Regions from separate parts of the Urocitellus parryii genome. Here region 1 is linked to region 2. The links are chromatin contacts, called in public Hi-C maps. All regions are on one chromosome and are shown on one strand. The core of a region is the stretch at or near the end of the contact, and the rest is flanking DNA. Distances in the headings are between cores, read along the strand shown. Region 1 holds the start of B3gnt2 (UDP-GlcNAc:betaGal beta-1,3-N-acetylglucosaminyltransferase 2). Region 2 holds the start of Commd1 (copper metabolism domain containing 1).

Region 1 (3,757 bases), core at 948-3,447, 230 kb before region 2:
AGTAGGAAATCATCCTACATGTCTTCAAACAGAGCCTCTTAGGGCAGACACTACCATCCCCAAAACCAGATATGGGAAATAAGGCTCCGATGAAAAACAATTCGCCCTATGTCACTGAACCCTCTGTAGCAAAACCAAGACTAGTGAAAAGAGAGGGTGGGAACTCAAATTTAACGGAGAATTAGGGCTTTGGTCATACATACACCATCTGCATACATACAAACATACATACAGAAAACTAAATTAAGAGAAGTGAGTCCCTCTGCAGAGAGGGTCCCAAGGAAAAAAGCAATATTCCACACTGAAAAAAGAGTTTCTAACAGAAGGTCTTATGATAAACACGTTTGTGAAGGCTGGGCAGGGCGGAAAAGGGTTACTCAAATTACTCCAGCAGAGTTCTTAACAGGGCTCCTTCACCTCTCTGGTCTTAAAATCTAATCTGGTTTAAGAGCACACGGGCTCTACGTAAAATTCTCCCAAATTCCATCAGGCTTAATAACCTCTATTCAAAAGAAGCAGAAGCAGGCACTAGGGCAGAGGGAAGTGACCTACCCTCCCTCCAGGTCAGCTGTCAGATCTACAGGCGACCATGAGACAGCACAAGAGACCCCACACACACATACTCGATCAGTCAGTCCCACCTTCCCACTCCCAGTCCTGGCCCAGTCGCCACCTCGTTAACCATCCCATCACCTCCCGAGGCACAAATAATTACACTGGAAGAATTTGTTAAAACAAGTAGGAGCCCATATTCAACAACTGGCTTCGCAACTTGACAGACGAGGCTCTAAAAAGGGAGGGGCAGGAGAATAATTGTTCTAAACAACGTCTACGAAGTCGGGGAGGTTGAGGCGGCCATGCAGGGAGGGGAGCCAAGACAAACGATCCCTACGTTTTAGGGAGGAGAAAGCCTTCCCATCAACAACCGAGGTTATAAATGTATGTAATGTTTTTTTTAAAGACGACCTTTCACGCTGTGACACTTGTGGGGGATTTCTTGTCTGTTCCTCCACTTGATGGGTAAAGAGGGGGTTCAGCGGCTCCCCAACCTAGAATGTAAAAAACCATGGCCTGGAAAGTAACAAGGTGACTCAGTTTTATTAACTCCAGAAGGGTCCACCTGCCATCCCGCAGCCACCAGACCAGCACGACAGCCCAAGGCCCCCACGCCCACCTTCCCCGAGAGGTGTTTTTCAGAGAGCGGCTTTGCGCGCTCCCTGGCCTGCCAGCTACCCCCACCCTCGCGGTGTCTCGGACCAGCAGCCTGGTTAATCATTCAACGCGGGCAGCGTGGAAATATTTTTAGAGGTCAAAGCGAAAGGTTCTCCCTAAGTTTCGCAGAAACCAGTCTATGGGGAACCGGAGGTGGCAGTGCAAGAGGTTGGGGGTGGGGAGCGGGTGCCGGCGGCTCCCTGGCTCACAAAACACCTGATCTCCCCATGCGGCACTGGAGACCAGCGCAGTGCGAGGGTGGGGTGCGGGGGTGCCAGAGAGAAATCGCACACGGCTCCCCTCCCCCAAATACCCAGATACCCCAGAAGAGGACGCCCCGACCCAGAAGCCCCTTCCCAAATCCTGCAGCCCAGGGCGCGGGATCCCCCGGAAGTTAGGGTGCAGAGAGGAGGGGGAATATCCCTGGGCCCCAGGGGGTGGGTGTGGAATGGAGCAGGAGGCTCCAAAGACGCGCAACTGGGGGTTTCGTTATCCTCTTCATCTAGGGTTCGGAAGATGCAGAAACCCCAGCGGAAGGCAAGAAGCGTAAATGCGGCAGAAGCCACTTAGGAACGGTTTCCTCCGCCGGGGCGCCGGTATGGAGCCGGAACTGGAGAGGAGGTGGGAGGAAAGAGGGGGTCCAGTCACGGGGCCCCGAGGAGTGAGTTGGGAGGGGGGCGGACAGAGTGGGCCCGGATAAGCAGCGGGGGAGGGAAGAGCGAGAAGAAAAGAGGTGGGGGTGACCACCCGCTAGGGCCCTACCTTGTCCAGGAGCAGCTCCAGCTCGGCGGGGCGGGGGCGGGAGATCTCGGCCTCATCCACGTCCCAGCCGCTCCGCGCGGCTCAGCCCGGCGACCGCCGCCGCTCACGCTCCATGCGCGGCGCCCGGGACGGGCGGCCCGGCGGAGTCTGCGGCGTGAACAGTTCCGGCTTGCCTCCAGCACTTGTTGCCTCCGCAGCCGCTACGCCTCTCTCAAGGCTCCGGCTCCCGGCGCCGCGGCTGACTCTCGGCGCCCGCCCTGGGCCCGCCCCCGACCGACGCGCCAATCAGGCTCGGCGCCGCCCCTCGCGTCACCGCCCAGCACCGGAGTCCGCCCAGCGCCCCAAGTTTTGGGAAGGCCGGTCTCCTGCCGGCCAGCTACTTGGCTCCCTGGACCCGCCCAGGCTCGTGCTTCCCGTGGCTTCCGGGGACCCAACGAACTCTACGTCCACACCTAGCAAGCAAGGGGTTACACTGGAGAAAAGGGACCCCCTAGGAAATAAACCCTTCCCGAAAAACAGGGCAGCTTGAAACTTTAAAAAAATCACTTTTAACTCAGGTCTAACCTAAATGTCTTCAGTTGGCCCCTCTTTGCAGTCCGCTCCATGCAAGGAGATTTCTTTTCCTCACTTGATGAGGACCCCAGTGAGCTTTCCTGGCCAGGGCTATGTGTGACTGGGCCTAGAGTGAATCCCAGCAGCCCCTCAGGTGCAGGGGTGGGTTAGAAATCGTTCCGCAGTGGGAGATGGTGGGGGGGCGGGTACAGGGACAAAGTGGAACGTGACCTTTGTTTCATGCCCACTCAGTACCTGCAGCCACCTCTTGGATGCCCGAGGTCTAGGGTGGTGCCCACTGGGCACTGCCACAAGATCCTCGGGTTTATGAAGCCGCCCAAGACCTTTGGGGGAGTCTTGTTCCTCCTAGCAGTGAAGTGCAGAGGGTTTCCTCGAGGTCCCCCTCGTGTCTCAGGAAGCCGGAAATGCAAGGTGCCTGGCGCGGGGCTGCTAACCCGACGCCGCAGTCCAAAATGCAGGTACCTAGGCATAGCCAAATAGCTGAACGCTGACCCCTCGCGACATTGCTCGGCTCAGCAAGCTGGATGGAGGCTAGGCGTCAACCACACCCACCAGCCGGACCTCTCTGAGCGCCGAAGCGTCCTCCTAACCCAGCGCCCCTGCTGTCTCGCCAGAGCACTACATGCCACTAGGAGTCCGGCCGGCTGACACCTGGCGCGACCGGATGGAGAAGTTGCGCGGGTTCGAAAGGTCCAGCCTAGCTGGCAAGACCCGCCCAAGGTGCACCTGCAAGCGCTGCCTCACCTTGTCCTTACTCCCCTGGGCTGATCCCCTCTGGGTAATCGTTCTGAGGAATTAACTATTTGCAATTATTATTTTTTTTTTCTCAGAAAGCTGTCAAGAGGTGAAGTTAGCCAAAGGGAGGGAATTGCTAATGTAAGAAATTTCGGGTACCTTCAAATTCAGCTCAATCCATCATCACCATCAGCACCTAAAGAGCACATTGTCGCTGGATGCACAGAGCCACGTGGGTATGACCCTCTAGAAATAAGGATTGTGAGTCAGTGGATCTGGAAGGGCTATGAACTGCAGTCTCAAGATCTTCCTGCTTTTATGTTGATCACATGATTTTACTAAGACTACGACTTGAAATCCAAGAAACAAATTGTATTTTTGTGTATTCCTAGGAGAGACATTTGAAATGATGCACATGGACCATTAACCATAGTTACTGGAGTTTGGGATGGGGGCGGGTAAGAAAGGGAGGTAA
Region 2 (3,790 bases), core at 588-3,087:
TGCATCATGCATATTTGAACATGTTCCCTCTTGAATGACATTCTATCTCTGCTCAAAGCTTTTTGTTTAAAAACATTTACTTTTCATGTTTCCATAAAAATTACACATTTAACCTTCAGTACTACTTATGAGATAAATGAAGATTAAAAGAAGATGTCACCCTGAGCCTGAGGTTTCAGTTTTACGTTAAACAACCAAAGATTTTCTTCCTTGGTTCCTCAGACCAATCAGCTGCACAAAGACCATGTTACCAGGCACAGGCAAATTTTCTGGTGCCTTCTCTCAGTACCAAGAGAGCCATGACAACATTGCAACCCAGAATTGCTCAGCAAACTTAAGTATCCTGGATATTAATCAGCAATGTATTTAAAAGAAAATAAAGGAGGAAATTTTCGGGCAATCGCTTCTCTGAATATCTCACAATTTTTATCTCATAACAAAACCAAGAATCAAAATATGGTCCACCTAAAGAGGAATAGCAGCCCCCAATATATGAAGGTACTAAGACCAACAAAACATGACTATATGCAGTCCCTTATCCTCATCCCCATAAGCACAATAAACACTCAAAACTCAGTATGATGCCAAATTTTCTACAAAGTCTTCTCTGATACTTAAGATTACAAATTAACAGAAATAGAAGGATTGTTAGTGGTTTATGCAATCCCACTACTCCACAGGTCAGGCAGGAGGTTCATGAGTTCTAGGCCCACCTGGCCAACATAACAAGACCTTGTCTTCAAAAAAAAAAAAAAATGAAATGAAATGAGTGTTCACCATGTTTTTGCAAAAAACAAAGGAAGTAACATGTAAAATGCTTAGTGTAGTTCCTAACACATTCAAAATCCACCAAAAAAAAAAAAAAGCATTATTTTTAAGTCTTTTTCAAAAGTACATTTTGGTACTAGATGTATTCCTATGACTAATTTCTTGGTCTAAACCAAAGTTGTCCAATACCACAATAATTAACCACATGCAATTACTGTGCATTTCAAATGTTGTTAGTTAGAATTGATATGTGCTTTAAGTGCAAAATACAAACCGATTTCAAAGACTTAGTGAAAAAAATTACAATTCTTAATATTTTGTATCCTGATTACATATAAAGTGATAATACTTTGAAAACACTGGGCTAAATAAAGCATTAAAATTATTTCACCTACTATGTTTGTTTCACATAATTTTATGGGGCAGGCTGATCCATATTTTGACTTCCAATCGGTAAAAATGCTCTTAACCATACAGTTGACTGCTTAACAGGTGTTCATTCTGGCCAATCCACTCCTTAAATAAGCCAGCAAATAGTGGCTCATTTTAAGGCTCTCAAACGTCCACAACCTAGAAAGCTGGAGATCAACCCAGCGCTCTTAATTTTTAAAAGTCCAGAGCCCATAAACGCCGAGGAAACGCGAAATTGATAACCACCCAAAAAGAGTGACAGTCAGCCTTGGGGACAGTACTTGAGCAGAAAGAGGTCACCCTTAGGAAAGAGACGGGATGCAGAATGAGCTCCTCAGATCTGAAGCGGCGCAATGTGAATGGAGCCCACTACATAGAAATCTGAAGAGCAAAGTCTTTTCAGACTTGGGGCTTGGGGCGAATCTAAGGGCTGAAAGGAAGGGGCTGGGCTCTGTGGCAGAGGCTTCAGGAAGAGCAATACCTTAAGAATCCCCCTCATCTTCGCCAAAAAGGGACGGAACTCCTCAGCCGACACCTCCGGATACAGCTGGCTCCTCAGCAGCTCCTCCGTGATGCCCCGGTGCCCGTGGAAAGCGTCCTGGGCCAGGCCGCTCAGCAGCCCGCTCAGAGACTTGCAACCCTCAAGCTCGCCCGCCATGGTCTGCAAAAGCCCCGCCCCCCAAACAGCTGAGAGCCGCTCTCTAACGGCGGCCGAGATGAGTCTAAATTGCCCAGGCAAAGGCACGCTGGGAACCTTGAGGCCCTTCTACCAGGGGTCAGTGACCGCAGCTTCCAGCTTTGCTCTGTAAAACCCATCCCCACAGAAGGGCACCCACCGGCGTACGCATTCAATTCCATGTAGGCTTCTTTACTCACGCTGATTTCTTTCAGCACTCCAAAACCTATCCAAAGGATGACTGCTTGATGGAAATCCCTTGTTAACCAGTTTAACTTTTTGACTTGCCAGCCGATTAACTGAATGGAATCTACCACTCAGCTGTAATTGCTGCCTAAACCTCACCTATGGAACATTGTTCAATAAAACTATCTCCTGATGACATAATTGGTTTACTTTCGTTGTTGATTACCTTTAAAAAAATTTTTTTTTTGTAGTTGTGTATGGAGAGAATGCTTTTGTTTATTTATATACGGTGCTAAGGATCGAACCCAGTGCCTCACAAATCTAGGCAAGTGCTCTGCCACCGAGCTACAGCACCAGCCCTTGATTGCCTTTTTATAGACATGCATCTTATGTAGCCAGCTAGACAGTGGCTCTGATCCAGTGTTGCCGTCCATAACAAATATTTTGCCAATGCTTTCTTTGCTATCCTGCAATGCATTGACAATTTAACTTCCTCTTCATAAAATTACAAAAATTCCATTTATTCCTCAGGCGTAAAAAAGATAAAATACTGATACATGCTAACATAAATGAACCTTAAAAACACTAAACAAAGGAATCCAAGCAAGGTGCGATGTCACAACTGTAATCCCAGTGACTCAAGCAAGAGGATCGTGAGTTCAAAGTTAGCTCCAGCAATTTAGCAGGAGGCCTTAAGAAACTCAACAAGACCCTGTCTCAAAATTTAAAAAATAGAAAAGGCTGGGGTGTTTAAGCACCCCTGGTTCAATCCTTCGTATGAAAAAAAAAAAAAAAATCCAGTATCTGGCTAAATGAAAAAAACCCAGATACTGGATAATCCCTTTGTAGTAAATGTCCAAAATTGGCAAATCCATAGAGACAGTAATAGTTGCCAAAGACTGGGGGAGAGAGGAATGAGAAATATTGGGAAATATATGAATTGACTCTCCAAAAATTAATGTAATGGAGCTGGAGTTGTAGCTCAGAGGCAGAGCACTTGCCTAGCTAGCACATGTGAGGCATTAGGTTCGACTCTCAGCACCACATAAAAAATAAATAAATAGGATAAAGTCATGCTGTCCATCTACAACTACAAAAAAAAAGTTTTTTAAATTAATATAACGACCTGGTTATAATTTAGAATTTTAAAAAGGAAATAATTCATATTATATTAATTACAACGTGTGTCTAGAGATAACTACACTAGGTGACTAGAAGACATATAATATGTGCCTGAAATTTTTTTCAAATAAATATGAAACAGTGACTTACAAAAGATGTAAATGTGTCTTAAATGAAAAGTTTTTCTATGTGAAAAATCAAAGACTCCTCTCACAGATAACCCATACTGCATTAATGATTTGATAAGAGTGTACTAGCAGCCAGGCGTGGTAATCCTGTAATCCCAGTGCTCAGCATCTAAGGCAGAAGGATCCTGAGTCCAAAGCCAGCCTCAGCAACTTTTGCAAGGATTTAAGCAACTCGGCAAAACTTTGTCTCCAGATAAAATATTTCTTTAAAAGGACTGGAGATGGGCTGGTTTGTGGATCAGCAGTGGAGCTCTCACCTTGTGTGTATGGGGCCCTGGGTTCGATCCTCAGCACCACATATAAATAAATAAAATAAAGGCATTGTCTCCAACTCCACCTAAAAAATGAATATTTAAAAAGGCATTGGGAGAGGGGGGTGGGCTGGAAACACTAGCTCAGTGTTTAAGCGCCCCTGGGTTCAATGCCCAGTACAAAAAAA

Evidence for each region. A called contact is a pair of places that touch in the nucleus more often than the background predicts.
Region 1: a Hi-C map of liver shows a contact between it and region 2, with 5 times the contacts expected there. The contact joins the promoter of B3gnt2 here to the promoter of Commd1 in region 2. A contact is called at or near these places in 2 of 2 Hi-C or Micro-C datasets (liver and muscle).

What each region holds. Positions count from the first base shown.
Region 1 is chr12:81,884,129-81,887,885 of mUroPar1.hap1, reverse strand. It overlaps B3gnt2 (UDP-GlcNAc:betaGal beta-1,3-N-acetylglucosaminyltransferase 2), which reads right to left and starts at 2,197. Exons shown (of 2, transcript XM_026387198.2): 1 at 1,975-2,197.
Region 2 is chr12:81,657,075-81,660,864 of mUroPar1.hap1, reverse strand. It overlaps Commd1 (copper metabolism domain containing 1), which reads right to left and starts at 1,837. Exons shown (of 3, transcript XM_026387206.2): 1 at 1,661-1,837. The coding sequence starts at 1,837.